Linked DNA regions of Mus musculus: regions 1 and 3 are each linked to region 2. A link is a contact called in public HiChIP or PLAC-seq data. All regions are on one chromosome and are shown on one strand. Each heading gives the region's core, a stretch centred on a gene start, on an enhancer-like site or on the middle of the called end of the contact. The rest is flanking DNA. Distances are from core to core; before and after follow the strand shown.

Region 1 (3,492 bases), core at 486-2,985, 300 kb before region 2:
TAAACCCAGACTCCCTCATTCCTGTCAGGACACTTAACTCACCCTGCGTGGGGGGAAGAAGAGCCGTCCCTGCCCCATTGCATAATCATGAACAATAAATGGCTGCTGATGCTTTCAGCCACCGAGTTTCTGCTTGGCTACACAGTGGTACAGTCTGTACTTTCTTTGTGTGGGTATTAACTTGGTATTTAAAACAAAAAACAAAAAACCAAACGTGTGTGTGTGTGTGTGTGTGTGTGTGTGTGAGTGTGTGTGTGTGCGCGCGCGCTCTCGAGCTCGTGTGCCTTTTGAGACAGGATCTCACAGAATCTCCTTGCTGGCCTTGAATTTACAGAAAATCTACTCCCTCTGCCTCTCAAGTACTGGGTGGGATTAAAGGTGTGCACACCCCCTCCCCCAGCAGACACTCTTCTTTTTTGTGTTTTTTTTAAATTTTATTTTTTGCAAATTTTAAAACTTTGATCATGTTCACTCCCGACCCCCCAGCTCCTTCCAGACCCCCCTCACCTCTAACCTCTTACTCTCAGTTTTGACCATTCATACTTTACCTCAATCCCATCTGAGGTTTCTTCCTCCCTCCTTCCCCACCCTCCACCCCACCCCCAGGTCTCTCTTGGTTACCCTGGCCTGGAACTGGCTATGTAGATGAGGCCAGCCTCAAACTCCTTGGTATCAGCCTGTCTCTGGCTCCAGAGAAATGAGATTAAAAGCTTATACTCCACCACCTCCAGGCCCAATCCATTCTGAAACCAGCTAGTTTCTGCAATGTACATGTCAGGCTCATTCTAAGATTCAGGCGCTCTATTATAGTATCCTGTGCATCTGCTTCCTTGCCGGATTATTGGTTCGTCCTCTAGTGTCTTGCATATTCTCCTACAATCAGCAGACAGAAGGGACCAAGAAATTATTTGTGAGCTGTGAGTGGGGCAGTGGAGTGTTCACCAGTCATCCAGCCTTTCCGAGGCTGTGGAGGGAAATGTTTTGGATTTGGGGACGGGGATGGGGGGGGGGGAGCACTGTTACTCTAAAAACCAGACTTGGTGGCTGTAAGGTTAGCCGGCCGGCTACAAGGAGACTCCAAAAGGCGCGCACACAGGTGATCTTAGCACATGGGAAGTGGAGACTGGAGGCCACTTGACACCTAGTCTCCACTTTCCAAAAGGTCAAGCCAGACAGGAAGACTGAGCAGCCGGCCGGCCATTGGTTGTTGTTGTTTGGCTTGTTTGTTTTCCCATATTCACTTTTGCCTTGTTTTTCAGTCTGTGGTCCCTGGACTTTGCCTTCCTTGGCCTTTGTAAGGTCAGGATGTTTGGGACTTCCTCATTCCAATACAATTCTTTGAATTTTTCCTTCAAATGCAAATAAAGGCACTTACCATTTGGATAGCGGTGATTAAAGAGAGAAAGGAGGTTGGTTTCGGGATCCTCCTCTAAGGTCCCTTTTAGCGGGGTGGGTGATGGAGAGGAAGAAGCCAAACAAAATTCTCCAAGGGCAAAGAGTTGAAAGGGAATCAAGCGATAGACTATCGAATCCCACCAGAGTTGACGTTACACAGCTCTTTATAGTAAGATGTTAAGCACTTAATATTTTATTTTCCTTGCAGGTCACAGCTATTTGTTCTTGGGACAAATGTGCATATGCTTATTAGATTTAACAATCCACCGCTCCCGGTTAGGAAAGGAGCCAGGCGGAGCCTGACTCCCTCGAAAGAATAGGCCTCATTAGCACTTGTGGGGACGAAGACTCAAGTTCTCAAACCAAAAGGAAGAGTAGGAGGCCACAGTCAGTGGTAGGAGAAATTGCTGACTCGATCTCGCCCCACCCCCACATTTCCTTTTCCTGCATCTGTCTTTTTCTGAGCAAGGAATATTTCTTTCCCTTCCCATGCTTTGAAATTCACGGTATGTGTTTTTACATTTTTTAAAGATTTATTTATTATTATATCTAAGTACACTGTAACTGTCTTCAGATGCACCAGAAGAGGGTGTCAGATCTCATTACGGATGGTTGTGAGCCACCATGTGGTTGCTGGGATTTGAACTCAGGACCTTCGAAAGAGCAGTCGGTGCTCTTAACCACCGAGCCATCTCTTCAGCCCATGTGTTTTTAATTTTTAAGATGTATCTTATCTATGTTTTGTTAGCCCAGGATAGCAAAGAACTCAGTGCATCCCTCCTTTTAGCCTCGTTTCATTATCTATATATTTATTCACTTTACATCCGATTGCTGCCCCCTTCCCAGTCCCCGCCCCCCAGGTTTTAATTTACTCCACCTCACCCACTTGCTCCTTCCAACGTCTCAACCTCCTACCCACTTCCCTACGCAAATACCTTATATTGATTTGTGCATCTCTATAGCATGTTAAGCAGATTTCTTCTCAGGCCAAGGCAACCATGATGGTACAGGTCTGTAAGGTGAGAGGTGGACGTGATAGTGTTATCTAGGCTCCGCCCCACAGTTACCTGGCAACAGCCGGGAATGCCTGACTATAAAAAGGGCTGCTTGCTCCCTCCTCCCTCATTTATCCTCCTTCCTTCTCTCCTCTCTGTCTCTTCTCCAATCCCCCTCCTCCCTTTCTTATAAAACACAATGGATAGGGTCAAGAATTGGAAGTCAATCTCAGCTACACAAGTTCAAGACCATCACATGTCAGATGAGACACTACCCCCACACACAAACACACCCCATCTCAAATTGCAAAACAAACTAGAAAAGGAAAGATTTCTGAACTCAGAAGTTGAATCACCAGTTCAGTGGGGGTGCAGGAGCACGACACAGTGACTAACAGCCACCCCTCCTCTGCACTCTCAGCTGCCTTGCGCTGGCCCTTCTCTGGAGATGCGGGGTGGAAAACCTGCGCCTCCGATTGACGAAATGCTTCCTCACCACCGTCATCATCGGCGAAGTTAAGGGTGAAGACTCATCTTTAGTAATAAGGCATGACTGTAATTCCTCACCCTCTGGCCATTATTAATTATGATTCATTGCATGAAAGAGAAAATAAAGATCTACATACGCTCAAAGCACATATAAACTGGAAGGATTTCAGGTTTGGGCATGTGAGGCCCTTCCCTTATCCAGGGCCATTTCTCTGGAGGCAAGACGTCTACCCAAAGCTAAGGAAACAGTTGGATTGTCCTCTTACAGGGGAAGGTCTTCATCGTCATGAGGGCTATACCCATCCAGCCTTTCATGACTTGCTATTGACACAAGGATGAACTGAACAGAGCATAGTAAGTGAAATGAATGTGAATCCATTTTACCCCTTTTCCCTCCATAGAAAAAGAAGGCATCTTTAACTGCCACGGGCTACATTCCCATATTAGCCAGGAAGTACTTGGTACCCAGGCTCATGTAATTATGTGTTGAATTCTCTGAGCCAGAGCTGGATGTAAGTTTGGGAAAGAGCATGTAGGGCCCTTGAGTTCAAATAAGGAGTGTGTAACTCAGGCGAATACAGTGGCACACCCATATTGTGCCTATACTCAGAGC
Region 2 (3,355 bases), core at 637-3,136:
CTCTGTAATGATTGTCATGCTGTGTCAGTAACCTTATAGGGAAGGGCCTTAGGAGTCTTTTACCTTTCTGAACTTTCAGAGTCTCCTGAGCTTCCCTCCTCTCCAAGAGGCTATGTTTCGAGCTGGAGAAACTAACTGCACAAGAAGACAGATGGGATCTTAGCAGAGGGAGAAGCTAGGTTGTAGAAGATAGGAGGCTAGAGGGGAGCTTTGAAATTCAGGTGTAGGGAAGGGTAGATGGGGTGAATGGGGCCCAGGGACTCCAGTGCGCATGAATGTCATCACCAGGCTTTCTACCTCATAGGAATAAGAAGATAATAGAGGTGCTCACAGGCGTGACTGACACTCCAGGTGTGGCCATGGCCTTAAGGAGCCAACACAGCCTCCTGGCAGCACGATTCTGGGAGGGCAATGGCCAAGGGGGAGGTTCCAACTCACTTCTTTGCATTCTCAGCAACCATTTTGTAAGAGTCTTCAAGCAACTGCTTATTTCATAAGGGCAGACGTTGAAATGGGATTGGTTCCCTTTGGCCACTGGGCTCTAGGGTTCTATCACCCATTCTGTTCTGAGTGCTACTGAGATTCCAAGTGACTCTATGGGTGGTACAGCCACTCCACAGCCTCTGAGCCCAAGGGATTGCACAGTATCTGCCACCTCCCTGCATTCTTTCTTAGTTCTATGGGAGCCTTTTACCCACAAGGTCTCATGGGCACTTAAAGGAATTGCTTTTTTTCATAATGTATCATGTCTTTCCCCCTCCCCTAACTAGCTCACAGCTTCTCTCTCCCTCCCTCCCTTCTCTCCTTCTTACTCTCTCTCTCAACAAAATTAAAACAAAGGGCGTGGCGGGGGGGGGGGCAAAAAGACAGAACAAAAGAAAGCAAGAAGCTCCCCCTGCCACCCCCAAACCAACAACATGGAGTCTGTTTTGTGTTGGCCAACTGCTTCCTGGGCATAGAGCCTGTCTGAGTGTGGTTGATAAACCCAGGGCCACTCCACTGTAGCAAGCAGATTTCCCCTCTCCCAGGAGTTCTCAGTTACAAAGAGCTTCTCAGTTAGAGGTGGGACCCTGTGTCCACTTCTGCTCTCAGGGCGGCCATTTTGTCTGATTTGAACACGTGCAGGTTTTGGGTCTTCTGCCACAGTCTCTGTGAGTTCCTATTGGTCCTGTTGCGTCTGGCAGACACTGTTTCTTTAGAGTCTTCCTCTACCTTTGGCTCTTAAAATCTTTCTGTTCCTCTTCCGCGTTGATCCCCGAGCGTGGAGGGAAAGGGTTTGATAGAGCATACCATGTAGGACTGGGTGCTCCAAAGTCTCTCATCCTCTGCGCCTTGTCCAGTGGTGGATCTCTCTGTTAAGTCCCATTTACCACGAGAAGACGTTTCTTTGGTGATGGCTGAGTGATTCACAAATGTACCTCAAGCGTGCGTATATACAACCAAGGTGACATTGGCTGCCGGCAAAAGCCAAGCCCTAGATACAGTAAATGGTTTTTAAAAGCAACAGAAAGGACAGTGAATGTGAACACCTACAGGCAGTGCACAAAGTGAGTATGGGTGTGACCACCTCTAGGGACCCTAGCTCAAGAGAAATTGAGCACCAGACCCTGGGGTTTGTCTGAGGGTGAGGGGGGAGAAGACAATAGAAGATGGGAGCTCCAGATTAGCACAGACTCCTATCTTCAACGCCTGCTCCTTCCCGAGCACAGCTGTCCTCTTGCTTCAGAGACTCCGGCAGAACACGCCTGCTCCTTAGGCCCTTGTTAAATACTCTGTCACATGGAGAAATTCTCCTGCAGGCAGGTGAGTCAGAGTTCACAGCTGCTAGATGGGAACTCTCTGTTCTGGTCTGGACAGGAAGCATATGCCAAACCTGAGCAAAGTCCTCTTGAAATCTCCCCTGGGAGCCGCCTGGCAGTGGCTCTCTAGCCCGGAGCTTGGCCCGGGAGGAGCAGGAGTCTGTCTTGTTTGCATTTCTACAGGCACAAACTGATTGCTAAATTGAGCGGTGGGCGCTGGACCCGGGGTTGTTAATTTCCAAAGAGAGCTGAGAACTCTGGTGAGGTTTTGAAGGGCTCTTTGGAGCAAAGTACACCTGTGTGTCCATGGGGACTTAATCCCTGAGGTTTGGGGTTAGCCAAAAGCTGAGGTTGATGGGATTTCACATTCCTGAGAGGCAGTAACTCCGAAGTTTATATATAGTTTCCCAACCACACGGTTCCAGGAATCCAGTGGGTGCCTGGTTAGAAACCTGAGCTGTTAGACTTGGGACTTTTTTTTTTTAAATCTTAACCACTGTGCTAGATCCTTTGATAATTCCAGATGAGTGAACTCCACCAGGGACAACCTTGAATGCTCTCAGGAAGGGCCTGTTTGGCTTTGTGTGTGTGTGTGTGTGTGTGTGTGTGTGTGCGCGCGCGTGCAATATCCTAGGAATCCACAGGTTGAGATAAATAGGACCATGAATGATAAGACACACAAGGTTAGTCATTAGTGTTACCCAAGCCTCAACCTTCTATCTGCTTGGTGACCTTGAGTTAATCCTTTCACTCACTGGGAATGTGAGTTGATATCAGCACAGAGGCTGCCAGAGGTCACTTCGGGGAAGAAAGCTCTGAACTACTCCTAAGGAAAAGGAAGATAAAGGATGCACTGGGAGAACTTCTGGGATGGCATAATCGGTCCATTAGTCTCATCGGGAGCGCAGAGACCACCCAGGAGCTCCAGTCTCAGAGCGTACAGTCTTACATGAGAATTCCAGACTTCAGAACCCACAAGCTCTCCTACCTAAGCGCTGTCAATGGACTTTCAACTTGAATTATCTTGGTGTGGGCTGTGGGAGATAAAGCTATGTTAGGTCTGGACCAGTTCTAAGCTGGAGAGGGGGCTTGAAAGTAGTTCTGTCCACTGAATTACCTCATATTCAGGCTGCATTTGAATGGAACATTTGCATATCTACACTGCTTTCCCCTAGTGCAAGATCTCTCCAGACTTTCAAAAGGTACTGACTTCCCCAGCCAACTAGAACCCTTTCTTTGTCCTTGGCTAGAAAAGGCCAGTTATTAAGAAACCCAAATGGTTTCTCATTTTTTGTTTTGATGTGTTCTGTTTAATAACAGTTGGGTCTGACCTATTATATTCTTTTTGTGTCCATTGCCTCTTTCTCATATTTTTGTTTATTTATTTATTTATCTTTGAGGCAACCTTAGGTATCAACTGCTGTTGATCATACTCAATATGGATGCAGAAAGGTAGAATGCTGCATAACGTCCATGGTGGTCTGCAGCGGAACAAGAAAGGCTGCTTTGAGAGCAGGTTTCTAGGTGTTTCTGTCTCCCCTGCTCTCTAGGAAAAT
Region 3 (3,155 bases), core at 372-2,871, 270 kb before region 2:
CCTAGGCAGGCCCACATGTACACCAGAACACATCTATCTACACACAAGATAAAGAAATATTAAAAAAAAAATTAAAGCTGAGCATGGTGGTATATACCTTTACTTATTCCTAACACTCAGGAGACAGAGGAAGGTGGGTTTCTTTCTTTTCTTTTTTTTTTTTTTTTTTTGGTTTTTCGAGACAGGATTTCTCTGTGTAGCCCTGGCTGTCCTGGAACTCACTTTGTAGACCAGGCTGGCCTCGAACTCAGAAATCCGCCTGCCTCTGCCTCCCAAGTGCTGGGATTAAAGGCATGCGCCACCACGCCCGGCTGGAAGGTGGGTTTCTATAGCTTTGAGGGAAGTCTTTTGTATATGGCAAGTTCCAAGGACCCTTTCTCTAAAACAAAGGAAGAGGGAAGGAAGGAAGGAAAAAAAAAAAAACCAAACAACAGCAACAAAGAAGCAGTGTTGGGAGCTATTAAGACAACACAATTGTCCTGATCTCTGAATTGGGCCTCTCCCCCCCCCCCCAGAAGAAAAGGGGGTCAAAAGCAGGCCACCGGACACACCGCTCCAAGAACAACCACAGATTGTTCCAGCCCTAAGTCAGCTCTGGATGTCCTGACCTCAAGATGTACCCTGATACCGCCAAGTTCCTGCTTCCCCTTGTAGTCGCCAAAAGAAAATTTTCCGCTGCCCCATCCCTCCTGCTGAGGTGCATTTCCTCTGCCCCATTCCTCCTGCTGAAAGGCACTTCCCCTTTTGCTTGTGCATTTAAACCTCGGCCTGGCTAATATATTTGGGGTCTGACACAATTCAGGACGTTTCCGTGTCGTTATTCGCACAAGACCCTCGTCTCTCTCTACCCCCCATTTGGTTCTTAGGAGAAGGTCCCCTCGAGACCCTTGAATAACTGGACCTGCTGGACGGGTCAAAGCAGAAGAAAAAAAACTTTTATTTTTTTTATTTTTTTATTACAGAAAAAGAAATTGTGCCAGGCAGTGGTGGTACACTTCTTTAATCCCAGCACTTGGGAGGCAGAGGCAGGCAAATTTCTGAGTTCCAGGCCAGCCTGGTCTACAGAGTGAGTTCCAGGACAGCCAGGGTTACACAGAGAAACCCTGTCTCGAAAAACCAAAAAAAGAAAGAAATCGCTGGCCCGGAGATGGTTCAGTGGTTAAGAGCACTGACTACTCTTCCAGAGGACCCGGCTTCAACTACCAGCACCCACATAGCAGCTTACACCTCCTAGTAACTCCAAAATCTGACACCCTCACACAGCCGTTCATGAAGGTAAAACACCAATGCACATTAAATAAAGATACATTAAAAAAAAGAAAGAAAAGAAATTGCCAGATTTGTTTATAGACAACCTTGAAGAAACAAATGTGGCATTTATAAGTACAGAGTATTTGCTTGCAAAAAAGAAAAAAACCTTTCCTAGGAGGCTGGGGAGGTGGCTCATTAGGTAAAGAAAGGACTTGTTGAGTAAGCTTTACAACCTGAGTTCAGATCTCCAACACCCAGGAAAATGCTGGGTGTGAGGGTTTGATTTTAATCTCAGCAAGACTAAAATCTGAGGCATTCTTGTCTGACCAAGTCAGCTCAGTCAGCCAACCAGGTCTCAAGGGAGGGAGCAAGGGTTGAAAAGAAAAAGACAATTGGACAGCATGACTCCAGCCACTGCTGAGGCTGGAGCGGGTTTATCTTTCTCCAGCCTGCTTTTATGACTTTCTAAGTACATGCAAAGAATAAGGTCAGTTCTAGGTCAAGGAATAAGGCAATAAACCAAGTCCCTAGGTATTCCGGAACTTATCAAGATCATCAAGATCTGGAGTCTACTTCCTTGTCCTAGCCCAAAGTCAAATTCTTGCCTGAGCCTACTTACTTCCTCGTCCTGGCCCAAGGTCAAATTCCTAGCCTCAGCCCACAAAGTTCTCCACACCTAACTCTGAGTTCAAGGCCAGTATGGTCTTCAGAAAGAGTTCCAGGGCAACCAGGGCTACATTATGAGATTCTGTTTCCCCACCACCAAGAAAGCTGGGTGCCTTGGAGGAATAACCAGGGCTGAGAAGTAGTTGATAGGTCTGGAGATGGATCAAGGATTAAGAGCAAGTCCTGCTCTCACAGAAGACAATTCCCAACTCCCAAGTTGGGCAGTTCCCAACTGTAATTCTAGCTCCAGGGGACTTCACACCCCTCTTTTAGCATCCTCAGGGAACTGCACTCATGTAGAAATAAACATAATTAAAAATAAAATAAACCTTAAAAAATAACAATAAGTCTGGCACATGCCTTTAATCCCAGCTGTTTTTGTTTGTTTATGGAAAGATGAGAGAGAAGACGGCATCTGGTGTTGTGTGGACTTCTGTTCCCCTAAATGCATAGGCTGTTCACCCTCAAACACATTCTTTCTTACAGGAGACACAACACGTGCGCGTGAGCACACACACACACACACACACACACACACAAACTTTCTCTCTCCCTCTCTCTGTCTCTCTCTCTCTCTCTGTGACTCATACTTCCTTTTAAAACTTCCACAAAATTGTGTTTCCTAAAAAAGATTCTGTGGAACTGACTGCTCTTCCAGAGGTCCTGAGTTCAGTTCCTAGCAACCACAACCACATGGTGGCTCACAACCAACTGTAATGGGATCCGATGCCCTGTTCTGGTGTGTGTCGGGAGACAACTACAGTGTACTCATATAAATAAAATAAATAAGTCTTTTTTTTTTTAAAGGAAAGATTCTGTGTATTGAATAGTGAAAGGAACTATATGAAAAGGAAAGAAAGAGCACCAGACATGGTGGCTCACATCTGTGATGCTCACACTTGGAAGGCAGAGGAAGAAGGAGTAGAGTAAATAGCCTGAGAGCAGTCTGGGGTTGGAGGTGGGGAGGGAAGGTATCATGTCTTTGCATGGCTCCAGGAATGGACCTGACTGGGCACCTGAGAGAATGATAAAAGGACAAACGGACAGACACACAGAAAAACTAGGAGCAGGTGGACTGCGTTCTCTGGTGGAGGAGCCACATCCTCCACATACTCTGCATGTTTATCATGTTCAATTGAACTTGGAGTCAGGCTTACTGGATACAACTGACATCTCATTACATGCAGATAAAGAAGAAGGAAGGGTTTGTAGTATACAGCTGGACTAGGAGAACCGGC

What was found. HiChIP or PLAC-seq counts read pairs in DNA pulled down with a chosen protein or histone mark.
Region 1: an H3K27ac HiChIP or PLAC-seq map of embryonic stem cells shows a contact between it and region 2, with 4 times the contacts expected there. The contact joins two enhancer-like sites. A contact is called at or near these places in 2 of 484 Hi-C or Micro-C datasets (bone marrow-derived macrophages and granulosa cells), 7 of 115 datasets of contacts at active chromatin or transcription factors (bone marrow-derived macrophages, embryonic basal ganglia, embryonic stem cells and 1 more) and 1 of 9 other capture datasets (embryonic stem cells).
Region 3: an H3K27ac HiChIP or PLAC-seq map of embryonic stem cells shows a contact between it and region 2, with 6 read pairs. The contact joins two enhancer-like sites. A contact is called at or near these places in 7 of 484 Hi-C or Micro-C datasets (bone marrow-derived macrophages, brain, cerebellar granule neurons and 2 more), 4 of 115 datasets of contacts at active chromatin or transcription factors (CD8 T cells, acute myeloid leukemia, bone marrow-derived macrophages and 1 more) and 1 of 9 other capture datasets (embryonic stem cells).

What each region holds. Positions count from the first base shown.
Region 1 is chr13:44,703,539-44,707,030 of GRCm38.p6, reverse strand. No RefSeq gene overlaps it. Among named protein-coding and RNA genes, the nearest start is that of Jarid2, 26 kb to the left of the region's middle. Within about 2 kb of position 1,735, at least 29 of the 459 cell types and tissues checked have an H3K27ac peak or open chromatin away from gene starts, as enhancers often do. A contact at or near this core is called in embryonic stem cells and kidney, where this site is marked.
Region 2 is chr13:44,408,097-44,411,451 of GRCm38.p6, reverse strand. No RefSeq gene overlaps it. Among named protein-coding and RNA genes, the nearest start is that of Gm33958, 9.6 kb to the right of the region's middle. Within about 2 kb of position 1,886, at least 70 of the 459 cell types and tissues checked have an H3K27ac peak or open chromatin away from gene starts, as enhancers often do. A contact at or near this core is called in embryonic stem cells and kidney, where this site is marked.
Region 3 is chr13:44,676,912-44,680,066 of GRCm38.p6, reverse strand. No RefSeq gene overlaps it. Among named protein-coding and RNA genes, the nearest start is that of Gm40931, 41 kb to the right of the region's middle. Within about 2 kb of position 1,621, at least 15 of the 459 cell types and tissues checked have an H3K27ac peak or open chromatin away from gene starts, as enhancers often do. A contact at or near this core is called in embryonic stem cells, where this site is marked.